Regions from separate parts of the Rattus norvegicus genome. Here region 1 is linked to region 2. The links are chromatin contacts, called in public HiChIP or PLAC-seq maps. All regions are on one chromosome and are shown on one strand. Each heading gives the region's core, a stretch centred on a gene start, on an enhancer-like site or on the middle of the called end of the contact. The rest is flanking DNA. Distances are from core to core; before and after follow the strand shown.

The links. HiChIP or PLAC-seq counts read pairs in DNA pulled down with a chosen protein or histone mark.
Region 1: a contact with region 2 is called in an H3K27ac HiChIP or PLAC-seq map of oligodendrocytes, with 7 times the contacts expected there. The contact joins two enhancer-like sites. A contact is called at or near these places in 7 of 12 Hi-C or Micro-C datasets (the A7r5 cell line, Schwann cells, frontal cortex and 4 more) and 1 of 1 datasets of contacts at active chromatin or transcription factors (oligodendrocytes).

The regions. Positions count from the first base shown.
Region 1 is chr5:126,321,478-126,328,013 of GRCr8, forward strand. The region is part of intron 1 of Usp24 (ubiquitin specific peptidase 24); the gene reads left to right. Among named protein-coding and RNA genes, the nearest start is that of Usp24, 15 kb to the left of the region's middle. Within about 2 kb of position 4,299, at least 5 of the 93 cell types and tissues checked have an H3K27ac peak or open chromatin away from gene starts, as enhancers often do.
Region 2 is chr5:126,224,878-126,231,092 of GRCr8, forward strand. No RefSeq gene overlaps it. Among named protein-coding and RNA genes, the nearest start is that of Usp24, 82 kb to the right of the region's middle. Within about 2 kb of position 3,779, at least 41 of the 93 cell types and tissues checked have an H3K27ac peak or open chromatin away from gene starts, as enhancers often do.

The DNA.
Region 1 (6,536 bases), core at 3,049-5,548, 97 kb after region 2:
TGACCAAAAGCAACTTGATTAGGAAAGGGTTAATTTTCTCAGTTCCATATAAAGCTCATCATTGTCAAAAGCAGTGAGGGCAGGAACTCAGGCAGGACAGGAGTATGGAGGTAGGTCATGGAGGGATACTGCTTTCTGGCTTGCTCCCCATGACTTGCTCAGCCTGCTTTCTTAAAGAGCCCAGGACCACCAGTCCAGGGGTGCCACCACCCACAATGGGTTGTGCCCTCCCACGTCAATTACTTATCTAAAAAATGCTCTATAGCTAGATCTTATGGAGGCATTTTTTCAATTGAGTTTTTCTCCTTTCAGATAATTCTAGCTTGTTTCAAGTTGAAATTAAATTAGCAAGCACATCACTTAAAGTCAACATGGAAAGCAGAAACAGGCAGATCTCTGAAGGTCAATGGCCAGCTAGTGTAGCTGAGTAGGTGAGCTCCACATTTGGTGAGAGAGACTGTATCATAACATATGATGGAAGGTAGAGAAGGACTGAGAAAGACACCTGATGCCAACCTCTCTCACACACGCACATGCACACGTGCAGCTTGGACAATTTATGGCTTTTTTTTCTTTTCTCGAATTTTCTTTCTCTCCCCACTCCCTTTGGAGAAAGGGTTTCATGTAGCTGAGGCAGGCTTCAAACTTGCTATTTTACTCAGGCTAACCTTGAATTCTTGATGCTCTTGCTTTTACCTCCTAAGTGCTGAGATTATAAGTGTGTACCACCGTGCCTGGTTTAAATTTCTTTCATTTATTGCCCCATTGGAGAAGTTAGAAACTGTAGAACCAATCATGTTTATTTATTATCATAAGGTTTTACTGCGTGAAGAGATACTATGACCAAGGCAACTGTTATGAAGGAAAACATTTAATTGGGGCTGGTATATAGTTTCCGAGGTTCAGTCCATTATCATCATGTCTGGAAGCATGGCAGCATGCAGGCAGGCATGATGGTAGATGAGGCAAGAGTTTTAAATCTTAACACCTAGGCAGCAGAAGGAGACTGTCACACTGGCTCATAGCTTGAGTGTGTAGGACTCAAAGCCCACCTCCACAGTGACACACTTCCCATAAGAAGGCCTCACCCACTTCAACAAGACCATATCTCCTAATACCAATCCCTATGGGCAAAGCATTCAAATACATGAGTCTATGGGGGGGCCATACCTATTCAAACCACCAAAAGTATAAATATATATGCAATATTTAAAATAAGCTAATACCAAAGTAGTTATATACTGTTATTTTTGGATGACGGGGCTGATTTTTTGAATTAAAGTTTTCTTGATGAGCTTTTAATGGCCTATAAGCTTTAATAAATGTAAATAAACATTAAAACATAGACAAATAAACTTTACTGTCTGCCCATTAAAATGCAAGTAGTTAAAAAGTCTAAAGCACTTAACAGTTCTTAAATAAGACTCTTAAATTACTCAAATGACTTCTGAAGAAAATTAAGTATAAAAAGATTTACTTGGTTTTTATCTAACATTCACACACACACACACACACACACACACACACACACACACACGCACACAATCAAAGGTGACTGTATTAGGTTGGCTTACATAGACAGTACAGTCTGTGTAGTCCAGCAGTGGCTGTCTCACACTGGAGAGACTGAGAGGCTGTAATGCTAGAACAGATTCATAGTCTCAGTCTGGCACTGAAGACTGGGGGAATCCTGGGTGCTATTGGTCTTCAGTCTGTTTTGGAAGCCCCAGGAAGCTGGCTCTGTTACCAGGAAGGCGTGCTGACAGACTAACAAGGAGTGAAAGCAAGCATGTACAAAGCTCTCCTCTCTGCTGCCATGTTTAGGGAGGTCACCCCCTTTAGATGGCTATAACACCTCACAGGCGGGCCAAGCAGCTTACCCTTTGGTTGATTACAGATCTAGCCACGTTGACAGTGAAAATTAGCTGTCACAGGAACTACTTTACAAAAACTAGAAATATTTGGTTCAGGTATTTGCTTTGTTGTTATTCCTAACCATGGAATTCTCTAACCATGTTGTTATTCTCTAACCATGAGAAAACTCTGATTCCACAGAATTTATCCATATTGAGCCTGCGTTTTTTAGTTTGTCTTTCTGCTCTGCGCACCTTTTTTCTGTGCTTGCCCTCCATGTGTCCTTCCCCATTATCAGCATTTTGTTCTCTTAATTATTGCTATGTTCTGATTGATCTCTGTCTTATCTACCTACCAGCTTTTGAAAGGGCCATAACTGAATTTGAAACAGCTATCTTACGAGGTTTGTTTTAAGGTAGAGGATAGATTACGGAGGAACACAGGTAGACCCTGACAGCACAGTTAGCGGCCTTTTGTGTTCCTGCTTCGCCTAGCACTGTGAGACTTGTGAGGTCACTGGTAGGGTCTGTCCGCAGTGTTTAGGATTCTAATCACCTGATTCTTTCAGTCCTTTACATACAGTTACTGTGCATTCTTAAAAGAGCAGCACAGCTGTTTCTGTTATTTTTATTAAATGGAAAGAATTCTCTGAATAAAAACTGTAGATGTATATTAAATAGTGGTTTAGATTGTATCTGTTTGATAAATAACACATTTTATACTGAAATATCAGAACAGCAAAATAGTTAATACCAGTTTACTAAAACTAACCATTCAGATTGGCTAGTTTTTTTGTCAAGAACTTACCATGTTTGCTAGGCACTGAGGTAGGTATTGAGAACAGATGTAAGGATGCAGAAATTAGATATAGTCCCCTCTTCGAATTTTTGTCATTGCTGTGGTGGAGACCTGACAAAGGCAGCTTAAAGGAGGGGGGATTTATTTTGTCTCAGTCTATCATGTAAGGAAGGCATGGCATCGGGGATTGGGATGTGGGGGGGATCCCACACTTTTTATCTGAACAAATCAGGAAGCAGAGAAAAGGACATGGCTGCTTTTCTCCTAATTTCATTTTCAGCTGTAGCCCCCAGCCAGGGGTGCTGTTGCACACATCCAGGCCAGGTTCTTGTTTTAGTTCAGTCTCTCCAGCATCATAACACAAAGCTATCTGTACCTCCCTGTGCCCTAGACATTTCTTAATCCATTTAAGTTGACCATAGAATTAACCACCATACTTCTTTATTACAGCCTTGAGCCTAGTAGATGTTTTGTGTTCAAAGTGTAATAAATTATATTTGATTTTTTAGAAGCTAGAGACTTTAAAATTATGAGTTAAGTATGAAGAAATGTAGATTTATCAAAAGAATTTGCATAGTGCCTTAGAATTTTTGTGATATAATTTATCTATAGTGGTATCCATTGCCAGGAATCAAATTTTTTAAGGGAAATTTTTTTATTGCTATGGACAGAATTTTTATTTACTTACCTGTTTGAATGTTTCATATTCATGGGTTGATATTTTCTCAACTACTGTCTCCTAAGAATAGTGCCATTTATTTATTTTTTCCTAAAAGCATAAATCTAAAAAAAATACAGCAGTTTATTTTGTACATAGACAGGACTTACTATGAAGCCCTGACTGACCTGGAACTTACGTGTAGACCATACTGATCTTGAATTCAGAGATCTACCTGCCTGTCTCCCAGAGTACCTGACCATTGCCTGCTTGGTTTTTGTTGTTATTTTGTTTTGGGTTTGGTTTTTTGTTTTTCTTAAAGATGGGTTCTCATATTGTGGCCATCCACTACCTTCCTTCCCAAGTGCTGGGTTAGAAGTGTAAGCTGCCACATCTGGATAGGAACTAATCTTTGATCTCAAAAGAAGTCCCTTAGAGCTGGATGGATGCGGGAAATGTCTGGGACACTTGTTGGAGAGGCATAGCAGCAACCCTGTGAATGAAAGCCTTGCAGAGCCACTCAAAGTTGGGCTCTGGCTTATTATTCCTGTTTCGATTTTTACAGTATGTTTTATGTTGAAATGCTAACCAACGCAATAGTTTGCCAACATTATTTTCACTTTGTGTGGTTACATCTCATGGCTCATGCCTCATTTTGAAATGTTCAGGTGGATTAGAGTCGCAGTGGATTATTGCTGCCTCAGTCTTACACACACAGACAAGCGCGGTTTGTCTCTGACAGAATGTTATGCATTTGGTGAGTAGTAACACTCATTTCCTGTTGGAATGATGCAGGCCAAATATATTCCTTTGTACCATAAAAGCAGTAGTTTATAATATGTGTTCAGAGAGGCCCACGAGTGTCAGCAGTGGATGGCAAGCAAGTCCTATTCGATCTTCATCACTCTTGGTTAGCATCTAGAACAGGTCTGCAAAAAAGGAATTCTAAGCATTCACTAAGGGTTAAAGGTCAGAAAGGCAGCACTGCATTTCATTCACCCAGTCATAGTGATTAGAATCTGGAGAGAAGTATCAAGGCTGCATAACAAGACATTCCTTACAAAACAGAAAACTTGACAGAGCTGTTTTCTGCCATTTCTTCTCTTATTCTGGCAAATAAAGTTTCATGTTATAACTTTAGGGATTAAAATAAAAGATTTGTCTCAGGGCTGGAAGGGACCATACAGATCTTGGCGTGTCAAATCTTGCCACTTAAAGGACAGTGACTTTTGGCTCATTATCAAAATCAAGAAAAATAAATCTTCCTCCTGCCTCTTGGGGTAGATACTGTTTACCTTTTAAAATGTCTTTTTTTTTTTTTTTTTTTTTTTGAAGTCAGGGCCTCTCTTTGTGGTTCAGGCTGGCCTCGAGTGTACAATAATCTTCCTGCCTCAGTCTCCCAAGTACTGGGATTAAAGCTTGCACCATCACACTCAACTTTGTTCAAGAGAGGGTGTCTGTAGGCCAGCTGGCCTTCAGTTTGCAGCAATCCTCCTGCTGTTGCCTCTTGAGCATTAGCGCCGACTGTGCACTAACTTCGTAAGTTAGTGAAGGATGCTAGGTTTCAGGAGGAGGAGGCCAGGCAGTTGCTATCGGTTGCCAAGATGCTGTGTCAGCTATCACTGTAGCGCTTCCAGGCCCTCCCCGAGTGTATGCAGTCAGCACGGGTACTGAATCCTTGAAAATAAGCTGTACAGTCAGTCCTGGGCCAGTACATTGCCTGACTTACAACTGTTTCAGATGTGTCTCCTTCAGGTCTTTTAAACTGCTCTTTTGTTTTCTGTATATTAAACATAGAATGTATGTTTACCATCTGGGAGTTTGTGTACATTTGTAAATTTGAAATTAAGCATTTTGAAAGGTAACTTGGAACAGTATTAACATGTTTAAAACATTTGACCTAGATTCTGTATGTTAATAACTGTAGAAATAAAACAACAAATTAGTGAACTCTTAGAGGATACTATAAAAAGTCAGCTTTAAAACATGACGTATCGCATTATGACTCCTTGTCTGCACAAGGCTTTTCTCCTATCTGACCTCCCTTGCTGCCTTCTCTTTCTGCTCTTGCTGCATTGATAGACTGACCTTAAGAGTTAATCCACAACATTGCTAGTGTTGTCGGTTTGACCCTGCACTTGTCTGTTCTCTACAAAATAGACTTAGCATAGCCTTGTGGTTGGTGAAGCCCTCTAAGACCTCAAAGGCTACCATACTCAATGTGCTGTTAATCACTTTATTAATAGCTGTCAGTTAAGGCTTCATCGAGCATAACCTTCCATTACACAGCGTAGCCTCTTACTCCTTCTCCCTGTCCCTTGCTAGAAGTTCCTTCTTGAATTTGAATAGAAACTTTTACATATTATGGCATTTCCCCACTGTATTGATACTGTTATTTTTCGCTAGTACTGAATCGGGTGCTTCGAGGCCTGGGTTGGTCTCCCGTCCCCCTAAGGTCTAAGGAGCATTTAATATCAGGTACTGAGTCAAATGAAAGGCTCTGAGCTTTGTCGTTTGTTTTTATTTGTCGCCATCACTGTTTTGAAATATCTGTTCCATTCATGTGTATCATATAATCCCCTAAAGTTATGTTGCTTAAAACTCTATCCACCCGTCCATCCGTCCATCAGTCTATCTATGTTTTAGAGACAAAGTCCAGCTGTGTAGTTCTGTCTATCGGAACTCTCTGTGTAAACCAAGCTGGTAGCCTAAAATTTTAAACCATCACTGAAGGTCATCTAAGTTTTAGGAGTTTTTGAGCAGATTCCTGTCAGGGTGTTTTCTTTCGATCACAGTACGAGGGAACAGCTTATTTGAACTCTTGCCAGCGTTTTAATAAGGAGCCAGTTTTGGGCCTTAACACATTAAATGTGGTCTTCGGTCTTTGGTGCTGCTTCCTTTGCTTTATGTGTTTCTCTAGCTCATAGAACAGCATCGTCCATAGGAAAGGACACACACAATAGATGCTTTCAAAACAGCCTTCGTTTTTAGAAGGAGTGGACTTCAGTAGCAGATTATTTGTAGAGACTATCGTTTCTGGTGACAAAAGAGAAAACATTTTACCACGCCATTAAGCCAGGAGGGCTGAGGATGTGTGCGGTTGGTGGCGTGCTTGCCCAGCCTGAATGGAGCTCTGGGTAGCCTAGGACCACCTAACTCAGCACAGTGGTGTGTGCCAGTACTCAGTACTCAGTACTTGCAGTGCAATCACTACGGGTCTCCTTGA
Region 2 (6,215 bases), core at 2,529-5,028:
TGTGAGGCTGCGTAGTTGGGGCTCAGCCCTCAGTGGCTTTCCAAGCTCCTCAGGGTTAAGTTCTACATTATCATCACTACCTGTCAACACACAGGATGCAAAACAGAGAAATATGAATCTCCTATCCTGTAAGAGGCCTCATGACATTGAACAGAGTAAAAAGCAATACACACACACACACACACACACACACACACACACACACACACACAATATTGTGAGAAGACACATGGGAAATAGTATAAAAGTCAAGACCTGACAAACAGATATCCTAGTCAAATTGAGTTTAGGGAATGTTTATAAATGAGTTATAAAAGTACAGTCAGAGCCAGGAGTGACCCTGCATGTATTTAACCCCAGTGCAAGCAGGAGGCAGACAGGAGGAACCCAGCCTGGGCTACAGAGTGAGTTCCAAGACAGCCAGGGCTACATAAAGAAACCTTGTCTCTAAAACTAAATAAATAAATAAAATGAGAGAGAGAGAGAGAGAGAGAGAGAGAGAGAGAGAGAGAGAGAGAGAGAGAACAGTCAGGATGCAGAGAAGCCACAGGATCACACCTTCAGATACAGCCAAACCCCAGAAGAGGCAATGGTTGTAGAATAGGAACTGTGACCTCAAGATATACAAAAACCCATTCTCCCCAGCTCTCTGAGCACCAGAAGCCAAAGGGAAAGCAGTTACGGAGTAAATCCCCAGATCACCTTCCTAAGTCACAGAGCAAGATGGCAAAGGACAGAAAGTGGATCCACCTCACACAATAACTGTCAAACCTTTGTCCTTAACAGAAGTTGGACCAAGGCTGTTGTATGCAGATACTATTGAATGTTAGAGAGGTTTGAATAAGAATGGCCCCCAGAGGCTCATATATTTAAATGCTTGGTCACCAGGGAGTGGCACTCCTTAAGAAAGATTAGGAGATTTGGCCTTGGAAGAAGTATGTCACTGGAGGTGAGCTTTGAGGTTTCAAAAGCCCAGGCCAAACCTAGTGGTTCTCTCTCTCTGCTGACAGCAGATCCAAATGTAGAGCTCTCAGCTACTTCGCCAGCGCCATGTCTGCCTGTGTTCTGCCATGCTCCCACCATGATGACAATGAATTAACCCTAAAACTATAAGCCAGCCCTAATTCAATGCTTTCTTTTATAAGATTTGTCATGGACAATAGAACACTGACCAAGACACATGTTAAAAAATAAAAAACTTTACATTAAATAACCATGAGACTGGACTGGAGAGATAGCTCAGCAGTTAAGAAGACTGGTTGCTCCTTCAGAGGACCTGGATTCAATTCCCAGCACCCACATGACAGCTCACAACCATCTGTAACTCCCATTCCAAGGGGTCTGATGCCATCTCCTGGCCTTCAAGGACACTCTACACGTACGACACAGACATGCAGACAAAACACCCATACACACAAAATAATGAAAATGATTCTTTAATGTTTTTTAAACCTATGGGTAGAAGCCAGGTATAGTGGTACCAGCATATAATCCCAACACTTGAAAGACTAAGGCAAAAGATGGTGAGTTTAGGACTGGCCTCTGCTGAATAATGGGTTCAAGAACAGCCTAAGCTCTCTGTCTACAGTTTAGGAAATGGCTCAGTGTGATATAGCACTTTCTTGGCATGCCCAACACCCTGGGTTTGGTGCCTATCACTGCAAAAGAATTACAGATAAGCAAATAACCATGTTTATGCATGAGAAGTAGACTTCTTGCTGATTTGTACTTGGAGGAAAACCATAATAGAGTTTCAATTAGAATGAGAGTAATTTCCAGAGCTTTAACTTCTCGAGTTTGTTTCAACAGAGCAATGAACAGCTTTTCTTAGAATTAGACAGGGAGAAAAGTTTTCATTAGGTGATGAGAGGATTGATAAATTTTACATAAAAACTAGAATAATTTTAAGTATAGGGGAAGAATATGTTCCTATACAATGTCTTTTTATGTATTTCTTTTACTATTTATCTTTATTTTGAGACAGGGTCTCTCTATGTAGCCTTAATTATCCTGGAACTCTCTATGTAGATCAGGCTAGCCTGGAACTCACAGCAATTTTCCTGCTTCTACCTCTCAAGTGCTGGGATTAAAGGTGTGTGCCACCAATCCTGGCAATATCTGCCTTTTCAAAGATGTTTCCTGTGTGTGTGTGTGTGTGTGTGTGTGCGTGTGTGTGTGTGTGTGTGTGTTTGAGTGTGTGCCTGAAGGTAAGTATGTGCATGGTGTATATGTGTAGGTGTGTATGTACCTGGTTGAGTGTGTACATGTGGGTGAGTGTGTGCATGTGGGTGAGTGTGTGTGAGTGTGTGTATGTGTGTGTGCAGATGTGTGTGTGCAAGTGTGTGAGTGTGTGCAGATGTGTGTGTGCAGGTGTGTGTATGCAGGTGTGTGAGTATGTGCAAGTGTGTGAGTATGTGCAGGTGTGTGTGAGAGAGTGTGTGCAAGTCTGTGTGAGTATGTGCAGGTATGTGTGCATGTGTGTGAGTGTGTGCAGGTGTGTGTGAGTGTGTGCAAGTGTGTGAGTGTGTGCAGTTATGTGTGCATGTGTGTGAGTGTGTGCAGGTGTGTGAGTGTGTGTGTGTGAGTGTGTGTGAGTGTGTGCAGGTGTGTGTGAGTGTGTGCAGTTATGTGTGCATTGTGTGAGTGTGTGCAGGTGTGTGTGAGTGTGTGCAGGTATGTGTGCATGTGAGTGAGTATGTGCATGTGGAGTCAGAGAGCTCAACATCAAGTATATTCTATCACCATCCAAGATTTTTTTAATTAGAAAATGTTTTCATACAATATATTTTCCTGTATTCCAACTCATTACAGATAGCCACCCCCTTACCCACCTACCTTCATGTTCTCTCTCAAAATAAAACAAACAAAACCACACAGTTTGTTTAGGGTTGGCCAACTACTCTTGAGCGTGGGGCTTGCCCTGAACTGTGCTTGATATAGCCAGTGTCACTCCACCAAAGAGAACCGATCTGTCTTCTCCCATCAGTTAATCCGTGGCTTCTTGGCCAGGGTGCCACTTTGTGCCCACTTCTTCTTCCATATGCTGGGATTTTGTCCAGCTTTAATATGTGTAGGTCTTGTGGGTCTGGCATAGCCTCCATGAGTTCATACATGCGTCACCCGCGTTGTGTCTGGACTGTTGCCTTGGAGTCTCCATCCCATCTTATTTTTTTTTCAGACAGGGTCTCCCACTGAACCAGGAGCTCTCCTTTCAGATAGGCTGCCTGGCCAGAGAACACCCATCCCTCCCCTCCTGTGTCAGCCCTCACAATGCTGATGCCCGAGTTTTAGATGATTTGGGTTCTGAATTTAAGTCCTCACGCTTATGCAGCAGGCACTCTACCCACTGAGCCATCTCCCTGGACCCATTTCATATTCTAAACATGTGAAAAAAGTGTGTGTGTGTGTCTGTGTGTGTGTGTGTGTGTGTGTGTGTGTGTGTGTGGGTGGGTGGGTGTGGGTGTGGGTGTGGGTGTGGGTGTGGGTGTGGGTGTGTGTGTGTAAGCGCGCGCGCATTACTGGTTCAAGGTGTAAAACATTTCTCTCACTACAGGCTACAGTAAAAAGTGTTTGAAGTTGGTAACTGGCAAGTGTAAGCTTAAGACCTCATCCCTGAATCCCGCAGGCAGCCAGTGGGTCTCCAAGACACAAATAAACGGATCTCTTCTAGGGCTGAAATCAACAGAGCTTCTTGCTCCTCTCCTCACAGCTGAGTGTGGCTAGGGCCCAGAAGAAAACTGGCACTGTTTGTCTAGGGGCTGTACCGAGAACAAAGAGGGAGTTTGTCCTGAGGCCTGCCAACCCAGCCTCCTTCACAGGCGCTAAATTCATTCAGCATCGCTGCCCTGCAGGCTGCCCCGCTGGCCCGGTGGGCCTGCCAGCCTCTTCCACAAGGAGTTAGTGTCAGATCTGGGCAGCTCTCTCTGCCTGAGGCAACGGACATTCAGATAGCCTGTGAGAATCGGAAACGGAGGCCCACGCCACTTGAAAAATAACATCCTCCCCCACACTCCACGAGGAAGACCCAGGAAGTCAACAGCTCTCCAGATGTGAGCCAGCGTGGGAAGGACTCTAGTGTTCTGCCTCTCTCCCTCCCAATATCTTCCTCTCATCTCTTGTTACTTAATGGAGGCGCTGGCTTTCCCAGAGTCCACTTCCTCTAAGCAATGTGAGGGAAAGAAGGGAAGACAAACTACTAAGTTTTTCTACACACACACACACACACACACACACACACACACACACACACACTGCAAATAACTAATTGTAATAAAAAAAACTTCTTAAAAATTAAAAATATGACCAAAAGGTGGTGGCTTGGGTCCTTAATCCCAGCACTTGGGAGGCAGAGGCAGGTGGATCTCTGAGTTAGAGGCCAGCCTGGTCTATAGAGGGAGTTCCAGGACAGCCAAGACTACACAGAGAAACCCTGTCTTGAAAAAACAAAATAGATGAATAATATGTGGGAAAATGATAACCTCCTTCTGGGAGGGTGGAGTAGACATCCTTTCCCTTGCTTTTCTGCAGGGTTTCTAGTAAAACTAAAAATCAAAGTAAAATCTCTCTCTCTCTCTCTCTCTCTCTCTCTCTCTCTCTCTCTCTGTCTCCCTCCCTCCCTCTACTCCCCTTTCTCTCTGTGGATTGAGATGGGGGAGGGGCTGAATATGAAGTAAATTTAAGTTGACTCTGAAAGGTGAAGAGAAGACAGACCAGATGGGGCCCATGTGGGATGATGACTCTGACAGGAAAGGATATATTCTTCAAAGGGACATTGCGCTCCTTCCTTCTTTCTGCTATCAGGCTATTGAAACATTTGACCCCAAAGAATTAAATTTGCTGAGGAATCCCAAGATGGCAGGAGGCTGAGGCCTTGGTGTTGGCCAAAGGAGGAACTGGTCCCACAAGGATTCCATAGCATTCCGACAGCTTACCTCAGTTAAATTAGCATGTGATTGCCTCCAGGCCTGTGCTTCAGACATTTTATAAGATTGTAACACCTCTAGAAAACACCATGGTGAGTGCCTGGGTTTCCCCTTTTCCTTCATGTAGCCTACAGTTGATGTTAAAGAAGGCTTTGGTGTGAAAACATCGAAGGATAAAGGTCAGAAAAGCTCCAGTTAGCCTGGCCTCCTCACCCAAAGGACTAGTATGAGGTGGTTTAGAAAGACAGAAAACTGTTGAGCTGCAGAGATGGCTGGGGGGAGGGGAGGTTGAGGTGCTTGATGAACAAGCATGGAGTTCTGAGCCCCCTGCACCTGATGGAAAAAGCCGGGCGCAGTAATTCCAAGCACTGGGAAGTGACACAAAGATCCCCGGGGACTTGATGGCCAGACAGACTCCAGAAATGGCACGCCAGAAATGGTTTCATTGAGAAAACCTGTCTCAAAAAGACAAGGTGGAGCACAGTCGAGGGAGACACTTAGTAACCTCTGGCTCCTGTGTGCCTTTGTGTGTTCATGCACACACGTAAGCACAAAGGAAAACGGAAAAGGTTTGAACAAAATAATTCTAATAAAACCAAGCACTACAAAATAACAGAAGAGGGAGCCTGGATTCTACCTTTACCAGGTTGTATTGGGACATCTTAGACTTCTAGTGGGAAGGTATCAGTGAAAGCCAATCGGGAGCTGGTTTCCTCTTGGCTAGGTGGCAGCAAGCATCCCTGACATTGTTATCAGCAGAAACCGTGGGAACTGTGGGAGGCCTAGACCTCTACCACACTCAGTGGTAACTAGGTACCCTGCTTCTCTCTGCTGGGAGGTTACTGGTAAAGGCCTCATACAGGGCACCCCTCCTGGCAGAAAAAACCCTTCTCCTCTTCTCATGGTCCATCCTTCTCTATTGAGGTTCATAGCACAATACTTTCCCACCGTGTTCTCTCATGATGGAAGAAAAGGCAATGTTCCTGGGTTTATAAGAGTTTTTAAAAAGCTAAGCAAACACGGAACAGAATGAGTCCGCAGGACTTCTCATCAAGACTTCTGTAAAGGCCTTATCTTCAGTGTAAATCTTCAGAGGTGAAGGTTTGGGGAAATGATAGTGTCAGGAGGCCATGACTTCTGGTTTAATCACTGACGGATCCATGACTGAAAAGACTCTTTCAGGACAGAAACTGAGGACCACCAGTGAAGGAGGTGGGTATCTGGGATGTGTGTGTGAAGGGTATTTCTTAGCACAGCCTCTTTTGTCCTTGGGGCCCTTGGCTTTCTTGATGC